2 separate regions of the Mus musculus genome follow, and region 1 is linked to region 2. A link is a contact called in public promoter capture Hi-C data. All regions are on one chromosome and are shown on one strand. Each heading gives the region's core, a stretch centred on a gene start, on an enhancer-like site or on the middle of the called end of the contact. The rest is flanking DNA. Distances are from core to core; before and after follow the strand shown. Region 1 overlaps Otog (otogelin). Region 2 holds the start of Saa3 (serum amyloid A 3).

Region 1 (4,514 bases), core at 1,738-4,237, 430 kb after region 2:
TTCCAGGTAGACACATCTCTGTGTGACTTCATCCAGGACCTTAGGAGTGGGACACACAGGGACACAGCCTTCTACCCTAAGGACAGAGCAGGGGGCTAGCTAGTGACCAGAACATGGATAGAACACAGGCCCCATCATCTGTATGGCACACGTGTAAATGCATGCTTATCATACACACCCTCATGGGAAGCTCTACAGACACCTGTCACACACATGTACACTAGCACCTGTGCCCATGTATGTGAGCCTCATGCTCTTGTTTCCTGGCCAGCAGGGAGACACGTATGAACAGTGTGTGGCTCTGTGCACTCCTGTCCACAGGATCAGACTCTCTGCAAGGCCCGTTCCCGCACAGCCCACAGGCTCTTTCTAAGGCTGTCAAAAAAGCTAAAACATAGACCCAGTGCACACATACATATACACCTATGTAGATGCCCACAGATACCAGTTTACACACCCCTGTGATATTCTCAACCACGCTCAACTGCATATAATCAGCTCACACAGATGTGTGAATATGGCCATATACAGCCCATACCTAGTTAGTACATACAAGCACACAGTCAAGCTATATGCACTCCGTGCACCAGTATACAATATGAATATATCACATTTATATGGGGCATGCACATACTTTTGTGATTGGAATCTGAATGTCCCCCATAGAGTCACTGCTGTGCCTCCACACAACAATGGACTGGGTCCTTTTTTTAAACTGTGTCCCCAAATAAACCCTTCCCTGCCCCCTTAAGCTTCTCTTGTCAGCCATTCTGTCACGTGAGAAAAATGGCTAAGACATACACAAAGGCACATTTCCCTGACACAGACACACTCCCATACTCATCTTAGAACACACTCTGGCACCCACCCACACAAGGGTCTGTCTACACATGTGCTCGCAGGTGCGCTCAAACTGTCTCAAAGGCGTTGACGTCGTGCCCACGACCGCCTGGTCTCACCTGGGCACATCCTGGCAGCTGGTTGCCCGTGGGTCCCGGCAGGTTTGGAAACAGGGGCTAGCACAGGCATCGTAGCGCCACTCACAGGTGGGGTAGGCAGCCCCCAAAGGCTTGGCATCTAGAAAGACAATCCCCTCCAAGTCTCTGGACTGAGAGAGGCTGAACACTAGTGCCCAGAATTATCCCAGCTCAGCCCTGTGGTGAGGGCATGTAAGTACACCCAGAAAAAAAGAGAGAGAGAGAAAATAAGAAGTGAGTTTAAGCAGGCTGCATCCATGACAACTGGGGACATGGTCTGGAGAGCCTGCTAGCTTCTCAGCCCTGAGTCCCCACGGGTGTACCTTAAACTCCTAGGGATGGGGACAATATGTACCCTCGGCAGGAAACAGAAGCCAGGCGCACTATGAGCCTCCAGCAGGCTCACGGTTCCTCTCACTTTCACACAGACTGTCTATTTTTACACTACAAGAGTGACTTAGGTCTCAGTCCATCCTGCCACCACTCCCTGACCTGCCAGCATGGAGATCAGACCACCTCCTGTTCCAGGGGTAAACCCCAGGGAGCCCTCCACCTTTGTCAAAAGGCTGAGATTTTTGCCCTCTGGGGAAAGAGAAGAGGAGAGAGGGCAGGGAATGCCACCGAGTGAGGCAGAAGCCCCAGATCCAAGAACGATGCCCCGGCAGACCCTTACCCAGAAGGCGGAAGAGCGCACCACCACGAAACACCTCCGTGTGTTCGTATGCCCGCAGTGCCAGCTCAAGGCCTGATGAGTGGAGGAAGGAGCCAGGCTTTGCCAGGGACTCCAGAGCCACCAGGCCAGCCTGCCATGTCCCCCGGTGCAGCGAGAAGGAAGCGTGCTGATGGAAGGCCTCATCGCGCTGCCACTTAGCCAGCCCTATAGAGCCATTGGCTGTGGTGTGCAGGAAGAAGTTGGGTCTGTCAGCCGCCTCCAGGGACACCACGTCAGGGTCTGCAGAGCCACAGGAGTTAGTTAGGTCAGCATGCAGAGAGAACAGATTTGGGGATACTGCATGCCAGCATGTGTGCTCTCACACTCAGTGGCTGGGATGACAGGTTCCTGGGGACTAGCTGGACCCTGCTCCCCTGTTGCTTCTCCCTCCCACTCACGGGCCACCCTCTGGTCATCGTCTCTGTGGACGGAGGCGGGAGGTTACAGAAGGCCTCAGCTGCCTCTGTCTTCTGTCCTGTCTCTCCTCCTTTTCCACCAGAAAGCCTTGCCTGTCCTGGGGCCTGCTCTGCTTGGCACCAAACAGATAGGAATGGTCCTTCTACAGGGGGACAGTCCACTGAGCATAGAGAACAAGTGGATCCGGTGATTCCAGAAACTCAGCAGTCTCATAATATGTAACCGTCTCCATTTCTTCCTGTCACAGGAATCCCTTATCCCAGGAGGCCCTAAGCTGCCCCGACGGGCAGACCCCACATCTGACTCTAAAGTCGTCTCTTTCTTGCTGATGTGTACCATAGGACTGGAACTCCTGCTGGACAGTGACTGTGTCCCTTAATGTCTCTGGTTCCTGTGCTTGCCCTGTGCTTAAGACTCAGTGAGAGGGAGAAAGGAGGAGAGAAGAAGGAGGAAAAAAAAGGGGAGGGGCAAAGAGAGGGGGAGGTGAGGGGAAAAGAGAGAGGAAGGGAGCAAGGAGGGGAGAGAAGCCGGAAGCCGGAAGAGAAAGGAGAGTAGATGCTGACCCCAGGATTTGGGATTTTCGTTACAACAATAGTCTGGCTGAGGGTGGGGATGGGGAAAACCTGTCTCAGTCCCATCGTAGGCAGTTTGGGGTCACAGAGGTAAAAAAAAAAAACTAGTCAGAACTAGAAACAACAAGTGGGATTGGAGCCCTGTGGGTGGCTGCAGGCTTCAGCGTCCCCCACACCCCCATCAACACCGCCTTTTCTGAGACGGCTGGACAGGAGCCAAAGGGTGGGCCTTACCATGGGCCTTGGCCTTGTACAGAGCAGCTGTCAGCAGGAAGCTTGAAATGTCCCCTGGCGCCAGATCCTCTGCCCTCACAAGGGCTATGTCACTGTCTACTGCCTTCGTGGCCACAAGAGTACCGCCAGCCGCCACACTGGACAGCTGGTAGGGACCCTTACCTAGCGCTGGAGAGAAAAGTCTCTGTCACAAGTGTCACCGCCAACTCACATGTACTGATCAGAAGTTCTGATCAGAAGTTCAGAAGAGTCAGGGTGCTGGAGAGGGCCTCTTGATGGCTTACAGGAGCCTTAGTAGATCTGAAGAGACAGGATCCCCAGGCTAGCAGTCCCAAAGGAGACAGACCCTCCCTCTGTGCTTAAGCCATTGCACAGGGAGCCCATGACAGTCACCTCTGAAAGCATGGGCCATTACCATAGCAGACATTGTTTTGTCAGAGTTGCCTTTGGGAAAATACAATACACTGGTCTCTGCCCACCTCGTCCTGAGGGATGACAGTCAAGAGCCCAGAGCTCAGTTTGTATCTGTGTATTTCATACACATGTCTTGTTTGTGTTTGGAGGAGATGGAGCTGTGGGTAGAGGGTGGAAGGCATGTAGGTGTCCTAGACATTTGTGACAGCTCAATAAATGGTTTTCCTGCCTCTGCTGTGTCCCATAGGTGTCTGGGTCACCTTCCTAGAAACTGTCCCCTGTGGCTTTCCTCATCCCCAAGACAGAGTCTTAAGAGCACAGCTTTAATTCAGGGCTCTGCCATACTGGACCCCTGCTTTGCCCTCTACCCCACAAGGGGTCCTGTCACACTGGAATTCCTTCCTGTTTCACTGGAGGAGCCACATGCCTGTCCTAGCTCATCTCTGCCACACGGTCCCACTCCTCCCGCCGAGAAATCCTCCTCCTTCTGCGCCTGAAAGACACCTACCCAGTCCCTGGGGACCAGCTCATTTGTCACCTCCTTTGAGCTGTTCTCCCTGCATACCCTCTTCTCCACACCCTACCAGCCCCAGAAGCAAATGCACACCAGTCACAGCTCTGTGCTGTGGCTCTGAACTGGGCTTTCCCATCTGTATCCTTCATTAGAAAGCAGACAGTGTGCTGTGCTGGTAAATGATCAGCAAACAGCTCCCCCAACACAAACAAACAAGCAAACAAAAAGCAGTGTGCCACACTGGCTGGTTTCAATGGGGTGGACACTCAAAGCCAGTTTCAACAGACTCAGGGTTCAGAGCTCGCACATGATGCTGGGACACTCCCCTGTACCTCTGCAAGGGTCCTCTTTCCCAGAACCCCATGAGGTCTGGGCCACAGAAGATGCTGGGAGAAAAACCGAGGCAAGGACTGGGCGAGTGGGAGGGAGGGTGGGTGGAGGATGCTAGAAGCAGCTTGTCCTTTGCCAGTTACTAACACCCCAAATGCCGCAGAGGAGAGAACTGCTCAGAACGGTGCTGCTGAAATGTCTCGCCTGATGTCACAGGGATGCTTCTGTCCCTGGGAACGAAGCTCTCCTTTCAGAGTCATCCCTTTGGGCACTGAAGATCCAGGGCCATCAGCAGCCCCTTGGAGCTACCATTGACAGGACTGGGCTGGTCCAGCCGCCATCTA
Region 2 (4,326 bases), core at 1,307-3,806:
TCCCTCCTGTGTCCTGTCACTTCTGGCAATTGGGAAAGCTATTCCCAGGGTCATGAGCAGTGTGAATATGAGACCAGCTCAGTGAACACCCAGGCCCAGATCCAGGGCTCTGAGTTGGCCCAGCTCACAATCTATATCATCTGAGAATGGCTGGGATTCAAGGGACAGTTATGCTGACCCAAAGCTGTAGAATCTCCAGTGACAGAGGGCAGCAACAGGATAGCTGGGGGAAATCCCAAAAAAGGACCCAGTATTGGTACTGTCACAAAAGCCAGAGATCTGGAACCAGACCAATGGACTTGTTCCGAGGAACATTTTCAAGTGAAGATGTGTGGACAGAAGAATACATTGGAGAGACACAGTGACACACTCTAGCTTCTATGCTCTGTTGTTGTTGTTGTTGATGATGTGTTTTATTTCGGGCAAGGTTGCAAAGGGTAAAGGGTGGATATGAGGGGATGGGGAGATGAGCGGGACTTGGGTGTGCACTTCAGATTTCACGAAGAATCAATAAAAAGCTTAAAAGAATTCTCAACGGATTAGTTAAACCATTGTTAGTAAAGAAAAAGTCCATGCAAATTGCTTTTCTTAATGTGTAGGAAAAATACTCACTTGCCTTCTATCAAAGAAGGGGGTTGGGGCTGGAGAGATGGGTCAGCAGTTAAAAGCACTCGCTGGTCTACCAGAGGACCTGGGTTTAATTCCCAGTACTCATGGTAGCTCACAACTATCTATAACTCCAGTTCCAGGGGCGCTGACATCATTTTCTGACCTCTACAGGCACCAGGCATTCATGTGGGTCACATGCATCCATTTGGGCAAAATACACATAAAATAAAGCCAGGTTAAAAAGGGACGAGAGGGAGGGGGGAGACGGGGAGGAGGAGGGGGAGAAAGGGGAAGGAGGAAGGGGAAGGGGGGATGAGAGGGGTTTGAAAAAGTAGATACTTGGGAGGTGAGTTTTGAGTCTAAAGTGGCTGAGGAAGTCAATACATAATCCCGGAACCAAATGTTTATGCCTAGGAAGTCAGAACAAAGGAGGCGGCAGGTTTCACACACAGTTCTCTGTGAAGCACTTCCCCAAAGAGGTTTGCAACCAGGGCTTGTGGGAAGTTGTAGCTGCTTACTGCTAGGACAACGTGAGCCAAGCCAGCCACGGAAGAATCTTTTTCCTAAGCCAAAGGCAGCTTGGGCAGTGTCTTGGCTGAGGACCAAGGGACGAAAATCTTTGAACAGTTTTTTTTCCCTTTCAGTCACAGAGCTCAAAATAACCAAAATAAAGGCCAAATCTAGGAAGAGGCATTTTTTTCTTTTCAAGGCTTTAATGTATGACAACAATTCTCTAACATGGTGTCCACGCTTGGTCTGCTCCATCCTGCGTCACATGTATCAATGTCTGCCACAGCACCATAGCATCCTCTGGCCTGTAGTATGACTGAAAGTTCTACACGCTCATTTTTCTAGGCTGTTACTTCTTCTTCTCGGGTATTATTCACCACCTTCCAGCTTACGAGGTTTATCTACATCAACTTGTATCTCCAACGAGATAGCCACAGTTCTCTTCTTGGTAGCAAACAACTTGGGGAACACCCCTGAGCTATTGCCTCCTGGGTGGGCTCTTTTTAGCCCCTCTGCTTTCCTCTGCTTCCAGCCCAGGGCTCTTAGAGCAGGAGGCCAAATGTGATACCTTCACCACACCTACCACGTCGCAGCTATACCGTCCTTCTTTCTCTAGGGAACTCAATACATTTAATTTTTCTTTTGCGTAAAGGGGTGGGGATAGTAAAGGAGAGAAGACCATGGTCTGAATGGCTTTCTTATAAGATAAACTCCCACGGCAAAACCTAGAGCTGCTTTTCTGGCTCTAGCAGCTGTTTCCTGATGTCATTTCCCAGCATTCCTGTGTCTCCTCTTGCCACTTTCTGCCTGAATCCATTGTTAGGATAATTTAGCATCCAGGGAGCCTTCCTCATCTTTATGGTGTGTTATTTCTTTGTGACTTTGAAGCAAATTGTTTTATTGTTTAGTGTCCCTGGTTAATCAAAGTCTCTAGATTTCGTCTGCTCCCTGACCTTCCATAGCAATATGGAGTATACTGGAGTCTGGAGATCTTCCGCAGCGTTGGGTGCTAAATGCCAGCTTCTGCCTCCCATCCTCCTGTTCCCTAAGGCTCCAGCTTAAACCTGAACTGAGCTTTGAAAGGGCATTAGCTTAGCCTTTGGATTGGATCCCATGATTTATCACACATTCATATTTTTCTTTCTAATATTGCTCCCCCCCCCCAAGAAACTGGATATAAAGCATTTGTCTTGATTATTTCCAACCAGGATGGCGAAGACTTCAGAAAGTCCTAACTGGCCACATTTCTGGAAATGCCTAGATGGCGCAATCTGGGGAAAGAAGATGTACATGAAGGAAAAGTTATCTTCTGAAAGAGAAATTATGGGTAAGTGGGATTATGCAAGATCAAACAGGGATTGCTCCATTAGTGGAGTGACAGTATATATAGATATCCTCGGCCACATCTCCTCAGCAAAGGACAGAAGCCACTCACCTGGGGTCCCAGAAGGAGCTCGCAGCACGAGGTGAGTTGCCAGAACTTTCCAGCATTTCCTCTTTGCAGATTCTTTTCCCCGCCAGCATTTGCTTGTTGTGTTTAATGTTCTATCTCTATCCTGAATCCACTAGATGGTTAGAATTCACTGGATATTATGCTTTCTGCATGGAACTTGTAGTGTGCTTCTGTGTGAATTCAGGGAAGGGTGCAATAGCCTTCTACAGATAGAATGCAGGGAGCTATGTTGGTTAGAAAGCCCCCACATAGCCCTCTGGAAACTTCCTTTACAGTTGGGTTTCAGCTGGCATGATTGGAGTGCAATGTGCTTTATATTAATGGTCCATTTGCAAACCCTTAGATAGTGGGATTCTAATGAAATACAAGGAAATGGAGAACTAGAGAGTTCCCTGAAATCCCCTTACCTATAATCTTTGTTTGTATGTGTGTGGGTTTATGTATGAAATCCAGTGGGGTTTGTTACCAGTGTGCAAGGATAGATAGCTCAGCACTGCAGAAGCATCCTCCACCCCACGAAATGGCATGCTCATCTTTGTTTTCCTGGCCCTATAGCAGGATGAAGCCTTCCATTGCCATCATTCTTTGCATCTTGATCCTGGGAGTTGACAGCCAAAGATGGGTCCAGTTCATGAAAGAAGCTGGTCAAGGTAGGCTTCAAGGATGGGGGCTGGAGGTTGTATTTCTGAGTTTTAAGAATTTACTTGAGCAGGGACCACATAATCAAGGGCAAACATGCTTGTAAAATCCCCATAGAGTGGCGGTGTAGCTCTTCCTGAGAAGTTTGTAGCTTTTTTGCTCAGTGTTGACCTTTTTCTGTGAGGATCCCAAATCTCAGATCCTGTAATGTTTGTACAGCAGTCTTTCCACGGGAATGTAGGTGAAATCTGTAGGTCAAAGATGTAGACTCCCCAATAGAAGTGGGGAAGAGGCCTCTACTGCCCCCTTGTGGAGAGTGATGAGCAGTTCACGTCTATATCTGGTTCCAGGGAAGGTGCGGAGGGGGAAAACCGGGGCAGCAGGTGACAACCCACAGAGACAGCAAACAAGGCTAATTAAGTTTGCCACACAGAGTGGGCATTGTCCAAGGAGCATAATGTATGGAAATGAATTCCATACATTAAAATTAATCTTGTGGCGTAGGTGTCACTACTACCCTTTAAGGAAACCAATGTACAAAGAGCATACGTAAGCTATCTTACTTAGAAAACCCCTGGAAGAGCAGAATTTAGCCCAGGTTAGCCACTATACAGCTCTGAGCACACACTTACTTATTTACCTGAGAAGGAATAGATCATGGCACGGGTGGAAGGCAGCTCCACCGTCAACAGGAGACAGTGACTTACTTACCTGGGACATAGGTCTATTATTGAGGCTGAGACATAGACAAGAAACTGTCATCAAGGGAAATATAGCCCACCAGCCATAAGACAACAAAAGACAGTCAGTCAGTCAGACTCTTTCTTTCTTTCTTTCTTTCTCTCTCTCTCTCTCTCTCTCTCTCTCTCTCTCTCTCTCTTTCTTTCTTTCTTTCTTTCTTTCTGATAGAATTTCTCTGTGTAACCGAGCCCTGGCTGTCCTGGACTCACCTTGTAGACCAGGGTGGCCTCCCATTCACAGAGATCCATCTGCCTCTGCCTCCTGAGTGCTGGGATTAAAGGTGTGTGCCACCACAACTCAGCCTCACAATGAAAGTTAAGAGAACCTAGGCTTCCCCTTTCTCCCTAACTCACTACCTTTGATATTTCCCATTT

The links. Promoter capture Hi-C pulls out the DNA fragments that hold promoters and counts their contacts.
Region 1: a contact with region 2 is called in a promoter capture Hi-C map of neural stem cells. The contact joins the enhancer-like site here to the promoter of Saa3 in region 2. A contact is called at or near these places in 11 of 39 promoter capture datasets (the 3T3-L1 cell line, 3T3-L1-derived adipocytes, the C10 cell line and 6 more), 2 of 15 datasets of contacts at CTCF or cohesin (large pre-B cells and pro-B cells), 6 of 484 Hi-C or Micro-C datasets (cardiomyocytes, cerebellum, embryonic stem cells and 2 more), 8 of 115 datasets of contacts at active chromatin or transcription factors (the NIH/3T3 cell line, the SCID.adh cell line, T-cell acute lymphoblastic leukemia and 5 more) and 2 of 9 other capture datasets (adipose tissue and liver).

Annotation. Positions count from the first base shown.
Region 1 is chr7:46,282,309-46,286,822 of GRCm38.p6, reverse strand. It overlaps Otog (otogelin), which reads right to left. Exons shown (of 56, transcript NM_013624.2): 32 at 2,913-3,080; 33 at 1,651-1,929; 34 at 960-1,077; 35 at 1-76. Among named protein-coding and RNA genes, the nearest start is that of Otog, 44 kb to the right of the region's middle. Within about 2 kb of position 2,987, at least 8 of the 459 cell types and tissues checked have an H3K27ac peak or open chromatin away from gene starts, as enhancers often do. A contact at or near this core is called in neural stem cells, where this site is marked.
Region 2 is chr7:46,713,906-46,718,231 of GRCm38.p6, reverse strand. It overlaps Saa3 (serum amyloid A 3), which reads left to right and starts at 2,556. Exons shown (of 4, transcript NM_011315.3): 1 at 2,556-2,585; 2 at 3,128-3,222. The coding sequence starts at 3,132.